2 separate regions of the Macaca mulatta genome follow, and region 2 is linked to region 1. The links are chromatin contacts, called in public Hi-C maps. All regions are on one chromosome and are shown on one strand. Each heading gives the region's core, a stretch centred on a gene start, on an enhancer-like site or on the middle of the called end of the contact. The rest is flanking DNA. Distances are from core to core; before and after follow the strand shown. Region 1 overlaps IPCEF1 (interaction protein for cytohesin exchange factors 1). Region 2 has its middle 13 kb from the start of IPCEF1.

Region 1 (7,574 bases), core at 1,915-4,414:
GCTTGTGAGGTGAGAACTGGGAGAGAACGAGGAACAAAATGAAAACTCTGTGTGTGTAGACAGCAGTCAAGAAGCATGAATGAGTTCAAATGCAGCCTAATTCCCTCTAATCAGTGGATCCAAAAGAAAGGCAATATATTAGGCTATTTCATTATTTTCTTTGTTCATTTTCAAATAAATATCTCACATGTTTTAAGGAGCTTGTGCATCACAGTTTGTAACTTTTATAATATGCAAATTTTTAAAATTTTTTGAACAAAATGTGGGTGCCTAGAAATAATAATAAGCAATATAATATGCAAGTCAAATTTAGTGGTCCATAGGCAATTTTTGAAAAATCTAAATATCATTGTATTAATAAACCTGTAACTTGAGAACCACTGGAAAAGATCACATCGGTTATTGTTTAAATAGATTTCCAAAATAATTAGATCTGTTATTTAAAAATAAAAACAAGTCTAGAGTCTAGAAGCGATTTTGATGACTGCCACCAGAGGGCACTGTAGCCTTTGTAGACGATCAAAACGCAGCCATTAAACACTTCCCAGCCACATGTTTATTTCTTTGAGAAGGCAACACTGCAGGACAGAAAATGAACACCAGTAGTATATTTCAACTTTTTTTTTCATGTCATTTTACTAGATATATATTGTTTTTCTTATTTTTATTTTTATCTTACAAGTCAACCTCAAAAACATAAAACAGGAGAGAAATGAGCCATGCCTCTTTTTTCAGTTTAGAGGGGTAGCTGACACAGGATGAGAGCACAGAAAAACTTAAGCTAAGATTTCCACATTAATATCTTGCCCCCAAACACCATGCAGTGCTAAACGTCACATTCCCATCATGCAAGCACATTAAAATATATGGCGATTAAAACTCCTGGTTTTTATTTTACGGCATTTGCTGTTTCCATGGGGCACACTTCCTTTTTGGGCTAAAGGTAAAAAAAAAAAAAAGTCAAATACAGAGCAGTTAAGTATCCTTTCAGCAAGAGAAATATAAAGCTTCTTTCAATGAAGAATCCATTTCGATGTTTTCCAAGTGGTTCTGGGGTCATGTGGGGAAGAACTGAGATGTGCTGAAGAGGCAAGGAAATGCTTCCCGGCTCCACCACACAGAGAAACGTTATGTCTGCTCAGTGTCTCATTCAAGGAGACGAGTGGCTTTCTGTGAGGAGAGAAATTACCCGCCTTCCACAGTCCATTTCATACAGGCTGCAAACATTTAGTTTCAGGGGCTTTTGTTTTCAACTATGTATTACAAAACCCTGGGCAAGGCAGTCATCTCCCAGTTCTAAGACTCGATTTCTCCTGTGAGGTATACAAAAAAAACTGGAAGAGAAATAAATTGGAAAACCACAATCGGATATCATATTCTTGTTAGACTAAAGAACAAATGCCCCCTAAAACTTTATGTGGATACGGCAGCTTTTCTGTACTTAACATTACTCATTAAATCATGTACGTGGCTCTATCAAAATACTGTCTTTCGGCCGAGGGTGGTGGCTCACGCCTGTAATCCTAGCACTTTGGGAGGCAGAGGCAGGCGGATCACCTGAAGTCAGGAGTTTGAAACCAGCCAGGGCAACATGGTAAGCCCCGGTCTCTACTAAAAATATAAAAATTAGCTGGGCATAGTCCCAGCTACTCGGGAGGCTGAGGCAGGAGAATCACTTGAACCCGGGAGGCAGAGGTTGCAGTGAGCTGAGATTGCGCCACTGCACTCCAGCCTGGGCAATAGAGTGAGACTCCGTCTAAAAAAAAAAGTCTTTCTTACTAAGAGATAATGTACCTACGAATTTAAACATGGCTTAAATTTGAATAGCACTTCTTTTCAAGACTTAAAAACATTTTTTCTTTGAATCTGTTTCTGTGACATTGTTTGTGACTGCAGTGCTACCTGAGTAAATTATCATGATTACATGAAAAGCAATTAAGAGAAGAAGGTCAAAGGACCAACCTCTAATCACTAACTTGGGTCTCTGACATCTGACAGCACATGCCTCAAAAAGCAAACAAAATAAACACTCTCCATTTCTTTAAATACATGTTTTTCATCCAAGGATCTCACAGCACTTCCCAAGCAGTCTAACGTACAGAAAGAAAGGAAAGGAAACACAGCATGATTAGGTGAAAACTCAATCCACAGACAGCCTGGCAGCAGGTTGAGGCAGGGCCATTAGGAGGAGACTGTGCTCAAGCACAGAGGGCCCCTTAGGTTTCAAACGGAGAATGTAGCCTAACAGCCACCAGGGCCGGCCCTATGCTGAACCCAGTGCAGTGAAACACACACTCCAAGTCAAACTTCTTGGTTTCCTAGTGGGTTGTGTGCCAACAGCAACTTAACAAGGTAACAGGTGAAGCAAGGTGAGGGGCGGAGAGAAGGGAAAGGGCAGAGAGCCACTGGGAGTCCTGAGACTCAAGTTCCCGCTTTACCACTTGGGGCTCTGGGCCAGGCACTTCACTGTAATAATCCACAATCATCTCACGTAGAGCGTGCGGCAGCAGGAGGGGGCTGAAAACACACCCATTTGCAAACTACAAAGTGCTGTGTAAATATAAGGCATGGGTTTCACATTGAAATCTGACTCCAGACACAATCTCTTTCTTACGCTTCCTGGAGTCTTTGTAATCCTATACTTTAGGAGTCTTCCTAGGCCTTTGATCCTACTCTGAGATTTGAGCTCTTGTGGCAAAGCTAAGAATTCTTTAAAGCAACAGAGGCCCTTCCAATGCAGGGCCTAGCATGTCTATTTGCAATATATTAACCAGTGAGGGCATCCCATCAGGCTCCGTTCTGGATCTACACGCTAACAATAGAGGGAAAAGGTCCTCTTCACAACCCCAAAGAGGAGTCCTCTCCAAATCCTAATCTTTAGCAGGTGCCACAAATTTGGATCTACGTGTGCTGAGAGGTTCTCCACTTCCTTCCTGAGCAGCCATGGTTTTCTCTCTCATTCCACAGTTCACAGACACTGGAGAACTGGGTATAGGAGTTGGCCCTTGGACTCCATGAAACTACGCCATGCATTTCAGAGATGACCTAGTCTCAAGAAATATGTTGAAAGTAATCCAGTTTTCCCAATATTCTTTGGACCAGAAAAGTGGCATGAGGCCGAGAGAGAAGCCCAAGCCTTCCTACATTGAGTGTCATGGCAAGTGTCATCCACTCTCCCTCTCACTCCTGTCTATCTCCCCACCCACGTCTTAGTGTCCACAGCCTAGGCTGAGAACTCACAGAAGCAGCCCTACTTTGTAGTACAACCTGGTCAAAAGCAAAATAATTTACAGGGGGAAAAACACGAATGAGCAGGCAATGGGGCTCCAGAAAGCCAGGTGCAAAATTGTGAAGTTCAGTTTTGCTTTCACTTTGGGAAGCTCTGCAGTCAGCTTTAACTAGCAAAGCGAAAACTTCTAGGCTAACGTTCTTGACGTATCTTTGACAAATAACTTTAAGCCTTGGCTATGTAATCCCAGGGATCTTTTTTGCCTTTAAGTTTGAATGGTACTAAACGAGTTTACATTGAAAGGCTGGGGAAATATGTCTTCAAGAGAAGCCAAAGGAAAGCATTCGAAGGTATTCACAAACCCTGCTCAAAAGTGTCTGGAGCTCTTCAATTTAAGAAAAACTGGAAGTCTACAGGTTGGTGTTGCAAACCAAAGAAAAAAATGGAAAGGTACTTTGTGTCACACTGTTATTTCTGCTATTGTTATTTGCCATTCCTTCAATACTCTTTACATTGCCAATTCTAAATAATTTCCCTTCTAGTATCTGCTAATCACAGAAAGAATCAGTAGTTTCCAGGGCCAAAAGGTTAAAGCACTGCTCTCCCAGACCAGGGCATCAGGGTGCAATCTGAGGATCCGAATGTTCCCTCCGTCAGGTCACCACAGGTCAAACTCATCTTCACTAGCTTCCCTAGGTGGAGAAGTACCCACATGTTTGCTGGGCCAAACTGATTGGCCTGGCCTCTTATCTTAGAGAAGCTTCTAGTAGCTTCTTGTTTTTTATTTTTATTTCTTAATGCTAAGGTTGTTTTTCGTTTCTTTGTTTGTTTGTTTGTTTACAGAGTATTAAGGCTTCTTAGTAAAGCTTGGGGAAATAACTATTTCCATTTTGTTTGCAGATATAATTCGAGTGGTTTCTTCCGTTTGAATGTCAAGCCACACTTTGAAGCTATAAAACAAAATAGGTTATGTCAACAATTTGTTACGGGTAGGCAGGGCCAACATGGGTACTCGGTGGGTTGTGGTTATTCCTATGATGAGAAATATTCATGGTGATTAGTAAGGGAAGACTTTCATATTGTTTCTCTATGAGCTCTCTTTACCACAATGATTTCCAAATTTCTATTAGTCTTTAATGAAAAGATGACATTAGTTGTGTTGCCTTTGATCTCAGGTTTGCAGGCATAAATGGCGCAAAGCTTAAAGTTTATTTAATAGAAAGGATAATCTAAGATGAAAATCCTTTTCTGGTTAAAAGAGTGACTGACAAGAGATAGAAATCTAAATGTAAGAGCTCATGGGGTTTGGGGTGGGGAAGAAAAAGAAAAATTATGAATGCATGCCCCATTTTTTTCCCACAAGATTTCCTGAGCATTCCTCAGACATTATAGTGCAACATCGTAACACCAGTGAATCAACAGTAGTTCTATTTTTCTCAAGCAAAAAAGTCTAGACTCATCAAATATATACTAAGCACAATATATAATAGTATATCATCTTTTAAAACACTAGTAATTTGAACTTCTATAAATATATTTAAATAACAAACATAGATAGCTATTCACATAGCACACAAGTGACATATAAACATACAAAAATAAAACCATCATGTTTAACTCCTTTGTTGTTTCCGTGGGTTTTTGTTTTGTTTTTGTTTTTTGTTTTTTGTGGGTTTTTTTTTTTTTTTGAGTAAAGATATTAAAACAATTCAGATGCCAAAGTCATCTTGTCAATATTGATCCTGGGAAATCTGGATATAAATTCACACTATGTATAGGGATCACAGCCAAGGACAAGAGCAGTAGACATTCTTTGCTGGACACATTACTATCTCCTACCGTTGAGTAGGAAAGTTCGAAGGGAGTAGAGGTCGCCAATTGTGATGAGATGTTTTCTCTAGCTGTTGTAAGGAAAGGAAACATTAATCAGATCCCCTAACCTGCACAAAGTGTGAAAACACTAAGCTGTCCTTTGAGTGAGTGGAATATGGAACACGCCTCCTCCTTCAGCTCTCCCACACACCACTGTCTATCAAGTATTTCCCAACACGTGGAAAAGGCACCACCATTCTATACCAAAGGCAAGGAATTTTTGCCCTGCAACACCACGTTTGTCCTTGCAGTCACTGCTATGGAAAACACTCCTCCACTCAAAAAGTGATTTGGGCCACACAGCTTCCCAGCCAAGTGGCATATGTACACTCTTCTTTTGAAAAACAGAATGTTTCCATGGACAATTATTCCTGGTAAAATTTGATTTTCGTCCATAGCATTCTCTGGAGAGCAAGGAACAGAACAGACATTTCTCACGTCCCTCCTAGAGCCCCGCATCACTGTGAGCTCCCAGTAGGAACACAAAAAACGCCTTTCAACTGAACTCAATCATTCCAGTCTCAATGGATGCGTTACGACTGGAATGAGGAGCCCTGGTGTATTTGGTGATTATCTTCATGTGAGGTGCATCTTTAGATAGGAAGCTGATGCTTGAAGGACTGGGATTCAGTTTTCCTTTTAAGGAAAAATGTAAGCTTTTGCAATATCTTGAAGAGTTGCTCGTGATAAAATATAAGAGGATAAAACCCTGACTTTGTGTCTCAAATGGAATTTTCAACACAGGGAGAAGAAGGTGATTTCTTGAGTTCCTGGGGGGTGTCATCAGTGTCATCAGGGGAAGGCGAAGCCCGCTGCTGCTGATAGATGTCCTGGATCAGCAGGGTGTTCATGACTTTCCACTCTCTGTATTTCCTGGCTGTCAGCTTCGGGTCATCCAGCAACTGGTTAATCATGGCCAGATCATGTTCTTTACACTGTGCAAGTAGAAAAAAAGGGGAAGGGGGGATGTTGAGAGTGTCTTAATTTACATAAACCATCTTTACCAACTCTTTTACAAGTACACATATACATTCACAAAAAATTACCAAAGCATTTTTGCACGTTCATATTCTAATTCCCCCATCAAGCCTAACAAATATGACATTTGTTTGCATATGCTAGCCGCAAAGAAGTGAAGTATCCCACCCAAGAGTTGGTGGAAGAGCTAGACATATAGCAAAGGTCTTCTATGGTGCCTTTCCCTGATCAATCCATTATTCCACACCGCAGTAACAATTCTACCTTGGTGTGGGACTCATGCCTCCTAAAACTTATCACTGAAGGTATTAGCATTTCATTGACTATTCAAACTTCGCTAAGTAAAATTGGAACGTAACACTTCACCTAGGACATAAGGCAACATAAAATATATCTTTTAAGATTTTATTAAATTATCTTTATTTTAATAAATCCCATTAATTTAATTAATATACACAGACTAAATACACAGGTTATCTTTCTAGTCAAAGAAGAGGCTACTAACCTTCCATCAAAACAGTATGTATTCCAATAATATTAATAAACAACCTATTGGTGCTATTCCACTCTGCCTCCTCTGTAACCAATGACACACATTTCTGAAATGTCTAGCTCAGCTTAGAGTTTTCTATAGACAAGGAATGGAGTAAAAATAAGATGTTCATCATCCATATTAAAAACAAATATTCAGCCCTGACAATTGTATCTCAAATCTATGCCTGTTTTCTCTATCCCTGACCATAGTCCTAAGAGTGGATATCCAGTTCAGTGTATCACACCTGATCTGCTGACACAGCCTCCTGAGCAAGACCACTGCCTCCAGTGCCCACATCAACTCCACCTCCACTTAGCAGAGCAGGGAGGCATCGAGATGCCGAGTCCCCCTCATGGATCCCCTTACACCAAAGGCTCTTCACCTGCACTGGCACCATTTGTTGATACTCTACTTCCTTCTGACTTTCCAGTCTAATGTACTGGCGTGCATTTTCTCACCCACACACTAGCTCACACCTCCGTGTCGTTGTGCCACATGGAGACTCTTCCTTGGCTTTCTTCACCTGATAAACTCTAATTTCTAGAGTTTCTTTTACAGAGAACACTTTCCAATTTTTCTTTACCCAATTCTTTTCTTTTCTTTTTTCTTTTTTTTTTTTTTTTTTTTTTTTTTTTTTTTTTTTTTTTGAGACAGTCTCACTCTGTTGCCCAGGCTGGAGAGCAGTGGCCTGATCTCAGCTCACTGCAACCTCCGCCTCCCAGGTTCAAGCGATTCTCCTGCCTCAACCTCCTGAGTAGCTGGGATTACAGGCATGCGCCACCACACCCGGCTAATTTTTCTATTTTTAGTAGAGACAGGGTTTTGCCATGTTGGCCAGGCTGGTCTCAAAATCCTGACCTCAAGTGATACACCCGCCTCAACCTCCCAAAGTGCTGGGATTACAGGCGTAAGCCACTGCGCCCGGCCCACCCAATTTTTCATAACCCGTAAATCTTACTC
Region 2 (7,574 bases), core at 1,893-4,392, 120 kb after region 1:
CTTCACTAAACCATGGGGTAGACCAGAGGCCCTGAAAAGCACTGGCACTTGTTTCTACAGAGTTGGGTTTGTTCTGTGGTTGTCTTAAGTTCCACGACACCTGCCTGGAGAGCAGTTGTTGTCACTGGTTCTCCAAAACAGGGATAGATGTTCAATGATTCCAATTATTTATATAGGCAGGGGTACCACAACGCATATTTGAACCTACCCCTCAAAGACACACAAACATACACACCCCAGGGGCAGCTCTTGTTCAGTTTTATCAGTGCAGATAAAACACACCATCACACCTGCTTCTCCTACGCCAGCTCCAGATCCAAGGAACCTCTAGGAGCCAGTCACTCTAGGATCCAAGCTAGCTGTGTGCTGAGGTGTGATTCTCAGGGATTGTGACTGAAACTCCAGGAGCCACCTCAAAAGTTTGTACTGTCCTCAAGCTGCTACATCATAGGAGAAAAGGGGCACCAGCTCCCTAATAAGGACACAGGAAGCATTGGTAGCTTCTAGATAAGGTATCAATTATGAGGCCCACTGCAGTCTACCATAGTCTGTTCCATGAGCACAGCCTGGTTCCTTCCAGGTCCCTACTAGGGCATCCCCCAAATAATACCCACAGTTCCTAGTTTGCTTCACTCCAGCCTGTGAGGCAAGAGCTGACACAGTGCTCTAGGATGAGCCAGCTAGGAATAGCAAGTGATGGCCCTTACCTTTCTGCAATTTGAATCTCTCCATTTCTCCACGTGAATACTAACTACATTTTCTGTCTGCAGGAGATGAAATGTTTTTCTACTTGGTGAAATTCAGACAGTGTACATGGCTCTGAGGCAGCCAGTCACTTTATTTCTGCTTTGCCAAACATTATTCCATTCAATGCCCTTTACACCAAAGTGAGCAGCTATACCCCATACAGCAGGGAACTCTGCAACTGAACATTCACTGGCTAGAAGGCAGCCAAGAAAAAAAAAATGATTATAAAAGCTGTCAGCCGCTTGCACCCATTGCTCTAGAGTTGGAGCCAAATCCTCTTCTGTCTGGCTAGATCTTTCCTTAAGAAATATCACTTTAGGGGTTGGACGCGGTGACTCACACCTGTAATCCTAGCGCTTTGGGAGGCCAAGGCGGGTGGATCACTTGAGGTCAGGAGTTTGAAACCAGCCTGACCAACATGGTGAAACCCCGTCTCTACTAAAAATACCAAAAAATTTAGCTGGGTGTGGTGGCAGGTGCCTGTAATCCCAGCTACCCAGGAGGCTGAGGCAGGAGAATCGCTTGAACCTGGGAGTCGGAGGTTGCAGTAAGCCAAGATTGTGCTACTGCACTCCAGCCTGGGCAACAGAGACTCCATCTCAGAAGAAAAGAAAGAAAGAGAGAAAGAGAGAGAGAGAGAGAAAAGGAAAGAAAGAAAGAAAGAGAGAGAGAGAGAAAAGAAAGAAAGAAAGAAAGAAAGAAAGAAAGAAAGAAAGAAAGAAAGAAAGAAAGAAAGAAAGGAAGGAAGGAAGGAAGGAAGGAAGGAAGGAAGGAAGGAAGGAAGGAAGGAAGGAAGGAAGGAAGGAAGGAGAAAAGGAGCAGGGGAGAGAGGAAGGAAGGAAGGGAAAAGAAAAAAGAAAAGAAAAAAGGGAGGGAGGGAAGGAGGGAGGGAAGGAGGGAGGGAGGGAAGGAGGGAGGGAGGGAAGGAGGGAGGGAGGGAAGGAGGGAGGGAGGGAAGGAGGGAGGGAGGGAAGGAGAGAGGGAGGGAGGAAGGAAGGAAAAGAAGGAGGGAGGGAAGAAAAGAAAAGATCATTTTTAGGGGCCTTGTAATTTTGCAAAGGTTGTGCCCAAGGATTACCAGACAAGAGAGACCATAAGGAGTTAAAATACTATATATATCATGGTAAGGGCTGCTTTACCCAGAATAGGGTGACTTTTCTTGGAGGCTCTTATAATGATATTTGGCAGAACTATTGCAAACTGTTTTCAGTCTTCACAGCAACGCTGTAAAGTAACTTACACTTTTACACATGAAGAAACTAATATACAGAGTGGGTAGACTAACTAGTTTACACAACTAGCAAGTTAAAGCCAAATTTAAATTCAGATGTTCAAACTCCAGGTCCAGGGCCCTGTGGTCATCAGCAGTGCTGTCTCAGAATAATCTTTGCCTTTTCAAATTCTCCTTAGAAGCAGGCTTTTTTTTTTTTTTTCAAACAGTAGATCTCATTACATTCTTAGAGAATGAATGAATCTAATAATTCTTACAGACATTGAAGGCAAGACATGCAGTGGGCACGTAATAAATATCTGTTTACTTACATTGGCCCTGCCTCAACTTTAGGACAAGTTAGAATGAGTAAGCTATTTACCAAATTTAGACAATTCAGGGGGACCTAAGGTGGCTAGCAGTGATAATGTGGTTGCCCAAAGGGCTACTCGTGGGATCACAGATCAGCTGCCACTGTGTGGTCTGAAAGGGTCTAATCAGCAGGCAATACAGCTCTCAGAAACAGACACTGACGAGCTGCACGCAGCTCGTTTGGGAATTGTGCATCCTAGGTGAGGCTTCATTCAGAAATTATGAAGGGCTCACATCCTGGTCAGAATCCCACATAGGCAGGCTATGAATTGAAGGCTTAAACCATATCATGCTGGTAACCACACAGGCACAAGGACCTCAATTTTGCATCTGCTGAAAAATCTAGGTTAGCATCTCCAAAACATCTAAAGCAAGAACGAGAGAAGTCACTAAAAGACACCTATTCATTCTTTAGGAAGGACTGAAATTAAAGTCATTCTTAAATACCCACCAACCCAAATTGAAATATTTGTTGACACAATCCACATAAGTGAATGCCTTCAGGAATAGATTCGCTGTCTCTGAAATCATAACATGTATGCAAAGAGACACCTAGTGGAAAAATACCTAAGTACAATATTTACCTTAAGACAAAAGATTAAATTGTCCCGACTCCCTAATTTGATATTCTTTCTATTTAAATAGCGCATTTTTAAAAATCACTAGAATCATAAACTCAGAAATCTAAGTTTTCAAAAAGAAAATTTTCTATTTGTTTCTCCAGGAAGCATTGGCTCTTTTATTGGTTGTTGTTGTTGTTGTTAATTAGACTATCTTACTGTATAAAGTACTGCGAAGTAATACAAAAATTACAGAGCAGACTGTAACTAGCCAGTCACTTCACCTTTCTCTGAACACATGTGGGCTTATTTTTTGTTTCCATCTCTTTATAGACTTTGCCTGTGAGATTTTCCGCTTGTCTTCGGGTTGCTTTTTTCTTGCTTTTAATTAAGTAAAGTCAAAGACTTTTTTTTCCAGCCAGCTTCCTGTGGTCCGCCCAGCTTCCTGTGGTCCACCCACTCTCGTCTCTACATGCTCACTTTCTCACTCGCACCTCACCTACACGCTGTACTGCGCCCACCTCCTCACCTTCCATGCACAGATGCACCTTCCTCTCTCCTTCCTGCCCTAAATACCTTCATTTAACCTCAAAAGTAAAAGTCTGTCATCGCAAAATAGAAGGAATCACCTATTTTTTTTCTTTACTCCATAGTACTAAAATTCAGCTATGACAATTGTTTAGATTATTATTTTTAAACTCCTGTGTAGAAAAAAAAAAGTTTAGATTTGAAATTGATTTTTAATTTAACAGATATGTTTAATTGCAATTTCTATGACCTCACAGGCTCAACTTCATGGGATTTTACATCTGAAAGAGGAACATGTGCTCTAGCAGAAGCCAGATTGATATTCACCAGGTCCAGGTTCCCTGATGCTGCTCTGCTGCAAAGAGCCAAGCGCTGTGGACAGGCCCAGGAGAACGGGATGCCAAGTAGAGAATGGGAATCCAGGAGACGCCAAGGCTCCAGACGTATGGATGCAAAAGTGATCTTGAAAGTAGGGATCCTCCAATCCTAGTCACCCCAGCTAAAGTCACAGGGGTCAAAGATGAACTGCCAAGTCAAGCCAAACCCTCTCCAAATTCCTGTCATGGTCAAAACAAAAAGGTCCTTACTCCACTGTTTTCAATAAGTAAGAAGGTCCTTATTCCTACATCACATATTTGATGGTGACATGTTGAAATCTTTTCCTTTGATATTAGCAATAAGCCAAAGATTCTCATTATCACTTAACAACATTGTCTCAAAAGTACTGGAAAACAATGGTAAAAAAAAATTATGATTAAAAGGCAAAAAAGTCAAGATTGCCAGTATTTTCAGATGATACAGTTTTACATGCAGAAAGAATCTACACATTAACAATTACAATTAAAAAGTGGGCCAGGTGTGGTGGCTCATGCCTGTAATCCCAGCACTTAAAAGGCAAAAAAGTCAAGATTGCCAGTATTTTCAGATGATACAGTTTTACATGCAGAAAGAATCTACACATTAACAATTACAATTAAAAAGTGGGCCAGGTGTGGTGGCTCATGCCTGTAATCCCAGCACTTTGGGAGGCTATGATGTGTGGATCGCTGGAGCTCAGGAGTTTGAGACCAGCCTGGCTAACATGGAGAAACCCTGTCTCTACCAAAAATACAAAAAAAAAAAAAAAAAAAAAAAAAAGCTGGTCATGGTGGTGTGCACCTGAGGTCCCAGCTACTTCGGAGGCTGGGGTGAGGAGATCCCTTGAACCTGGGGGTTGGAGGTTGCAGTGAGCTGAGATCATGCCACCACTCTCCAGCCTGGGTGACAGAGCCAGACCCTGTCTCCAAATTTTAAAGAAGTGGACATAAGAAGGTTGCTAGCTACAAAGCCAATATATTAAAATCAATAACATTTCTACCAGCCACCAACAGTTTGAAGGTAAAATTTCTAAGAAAGTAGCAGTATCATAAAAATTCAAATATGTTAGAATGAATCTAATAAAAAAAGATGTATAAGACTTCAATGAAGAAATCAATTTTTGAAAGAAACTTTAAAAAGGTATAAATAAATGGAAAGATGTGTTCATTCATTGGAAGAGTCAATATTGTGAAGATGACTCTGGCTAGTGCTTTTCCTTTGCCGTTATCTTCATTATTCTGTGGTCATAAGGATATTGTCCTACTTTTCCTTCTACAAATTTTATTGCCTTGTCTTCCTTATTAGATCTACAATATACTTGGAATTGATTTTCTATTATGGTTTCAAATAGGGGTCAAGTTTCATCTTTTAAATTAATAGCCAATTATGTCAGTATCATCTATTGAAAATACTGTCATTTCCCCCACTGGTTCTAACCATAAAGGAAAAGCTGTAAGTTGAAACATATTAGAATTAAGAATTCCCATTCATCAAAAGACAACCTTAGGGACTGAGAAAACAAGCAAATGAATGAGAAGAAATATGTGCCATACATACAACTTGCATGAGGCCATGCATCCAGAATCTATAAAGAACTCCCATGAATCAATAAGGAACAGGCAGAAAACCTAAGACAAAAATGAGAAAAGACTTACTGGCCTTTGACCAAAGAGGAACATCAATTAGCCAGTATATATAGGAGACACACTAAACCTCATTAACGATCAGGGAAATGCAAGGCAGAACAGCAATGAAACATAATTAAACAGCCACCAAAACAGTGTAATTTTAAAAGACTGACAGTGCCAAGCGTTGGCAACATTGTAGAACCAGTGAAAACTCAAAATATTGCCAGTGGAAAATTATTTTGGAAAAGTGTTTGGTAACACTTGCTAAGGTTAATTATATGCATAGTCTATGCCCACAACCTTTAAGGTGTACATGCCTCAGATATGTGTGCAAATGTATGCTGAAAATGTGTAACAATGATTCTATCCTGTTCATTAATAACAACCAGAACAAAAAAAACAGGGCTGGGCATGGTGGCTCAGGCCTATAATCCCAGTGCTTTGAGAGGCCAACATGGGAGGATCACTGGAGGCCAGAAGCTCAAGACCAGCCTGGGAAACAAAGTGAAACTCTATGTCTACAAAGAAGTAAATCATTAAAAAAATTGTTTAAAAAAAAAAAAACAAAAGAACAAAACAAATGTGCATCAATGGGAAAATGAATAAATTGTGATATAGTCATTACAATGAACTACATAGCAATCAAAAAGAAAAAGACTACTTCTACCCACAGTGACATAATGTTGAGAGAAAGAAGCTAGACACAAAAGAATATAAATGATATGATTCCATTTATATAAAATAATACAGCAGCCAAAACTAGATCATAGTGTTTAGGGAAGTGTACTCGGCTCATAAAATTATAACAAAATGCAACCACAATGACCACAAATGGCAGGAGAGTGGTAACCTTTGAGGAGGAGTCAGGAATTATTTATTAGAAGGGGTGCAAGAGGGGATTCGGGATCCCAGTGGTATCCTATTTCTTGACTCAAGTGGCAGTTGCAAGAATGAACACTTCATGATAAATCATCTAGCTATTCCATTTTTTTCATGTTTTCCACTGTATGTATGTTATATTTCAAAATAAAAGTCATTTTGAAAAGTGAGAACCAGGCCAGATGCTATGGCTTATACCTGTAATCCTAACACTTTGGGAGGCCAGGATGGAATGATCATTTGAGGCCAGGAGTTTGAGACCAGCTTGGGCAACATAGTGAGAATCCCCCTCTCAACAGAACAATTTAAAAATTAAGTCCAGGTGCAGTGGCTCACACCTGCAATCCCAGCACTTAGGGAGGCCGAGGCGGGCAGATCACTTGAGGTCAGGAGTTCAAGACCAACCTGGCCAAGATGGTGAAACCCCGTGCCTACTAAAACACACACACACAAAAAAAAAAAAAAAAAAAAAAATTGCCAGGCGTGGTGGTGTACATCTGTAATCCCAGCTACTTGGGAGGCTGAGGCAGGAGAATTGCCTGAACCCGGGAGGTGGAGGTTGCAGTGAGCCGAGATCACAACATTGCACTCCAGCCTGGGTAACACAGCAAGACCCCATCTCTTAAAAAAAAAAAAAAAAAATTCAAAAAGTAGCCTTGTGTGGTATTGCATGCCTGTAATCCTAGCTACTTAGGAGGCTGAGATGGGAGGATCACTTGAGCCCAGGAGTTTGAGGGTGCAGTGAGCCATACTGTATTCTAGCCTGGATAGCAATGTGAAACCTTGTCTCTAAATAAATAAATAAATTCTTGTTGAAGACTTTAGTTTTCCTTGAAGCGAAATGGGCAAGCTTGGCCAGGCATGGTGGTTCAAGCCCGTAATCCCAGCATTTTGGGAGGCCGAGGAGGGTGGATCACCTGAGGTTAGGAGTTCGAGACCAGCCTGGCCAACATGATGAAACCCCATCTCTACTAAAAATACAAAAAATTAGCCAGACATGGTGGCTCACAACCTGTAATCCCAGCTACTCAGGAGGCTGAGGCAGGAGAATAACCTGAACCCAGAAGGTGGAGGTTGCAATGAGCCGAGATGGCACCATTGCTCTCCAGCCTGGGCAACAAGAGTGAAACTCCATCTCAACAACAACAACACAAAAAAATAGCCTGGCATGCTGGCACTTGTCTGTAATCCTATACTTGGGAGGCTGAGGCAGGAGAATAACTTGAACCTGGGAAGCGGAGGTGGCAGTGAGCTGAGATTGTGCCGTTGCACACCAACCTGGGTGACAGAGCA

The links. A called contact is a pair of places that touch in the nucleus more often than the background predicts.
Region 2: a contact with region 1 is called in a Hi-C map of CD4 T cells, with 3 times the contacts expected there. The contact joins two enhancer-like sites. A contact is called at or near these places in 3 of 14 Hi-C or Micro-C datasets (CD4 T cells, fibroblasts and liver).

Annotation. Positions count from the first base shown.
Region 1 is chr4:72,974,012-72,981,585 of T2T-MMU8v2.0, forward strand. It overlaps IPCEF1 (interaction protein for cytohesin exchange factors 1), which reads right to left. Exons shown (of 10, transcript NM_001257599.2): 10 at 4,904-6,036. The coding sequence ends at 5,824. Among named protein-coding and RNA genes, the nearest start is that of IPCEF1, 110 kb to the right of the region's middle. Within about 2 kb of position 3,165, at least 12 of the 40 cell types and tissues checked have an H3K27ac peak or open chromatin away from gene starts, as enhancers often do. A contact at or near this core is called in CD4 T cells, where this site is marked.
Region 2 is chr4:73,095,664-73,103,237 of T2T-MMU8v2.0, forward strand. It overlaps a transcript of IPCEF1 not described here. Among named protein-coding and RNA genes, the nearest start is that of IPCEF1, 13 kb to the left of the region's middle. Within about 2 kb of position 3,143, at least 9 of the 40 cell types and tissues checked have an H3K27ac peak or open chromatin away from gene starts, as enhancers often do. A contact at or near this core is called in CD4 T cells, where this site is marked.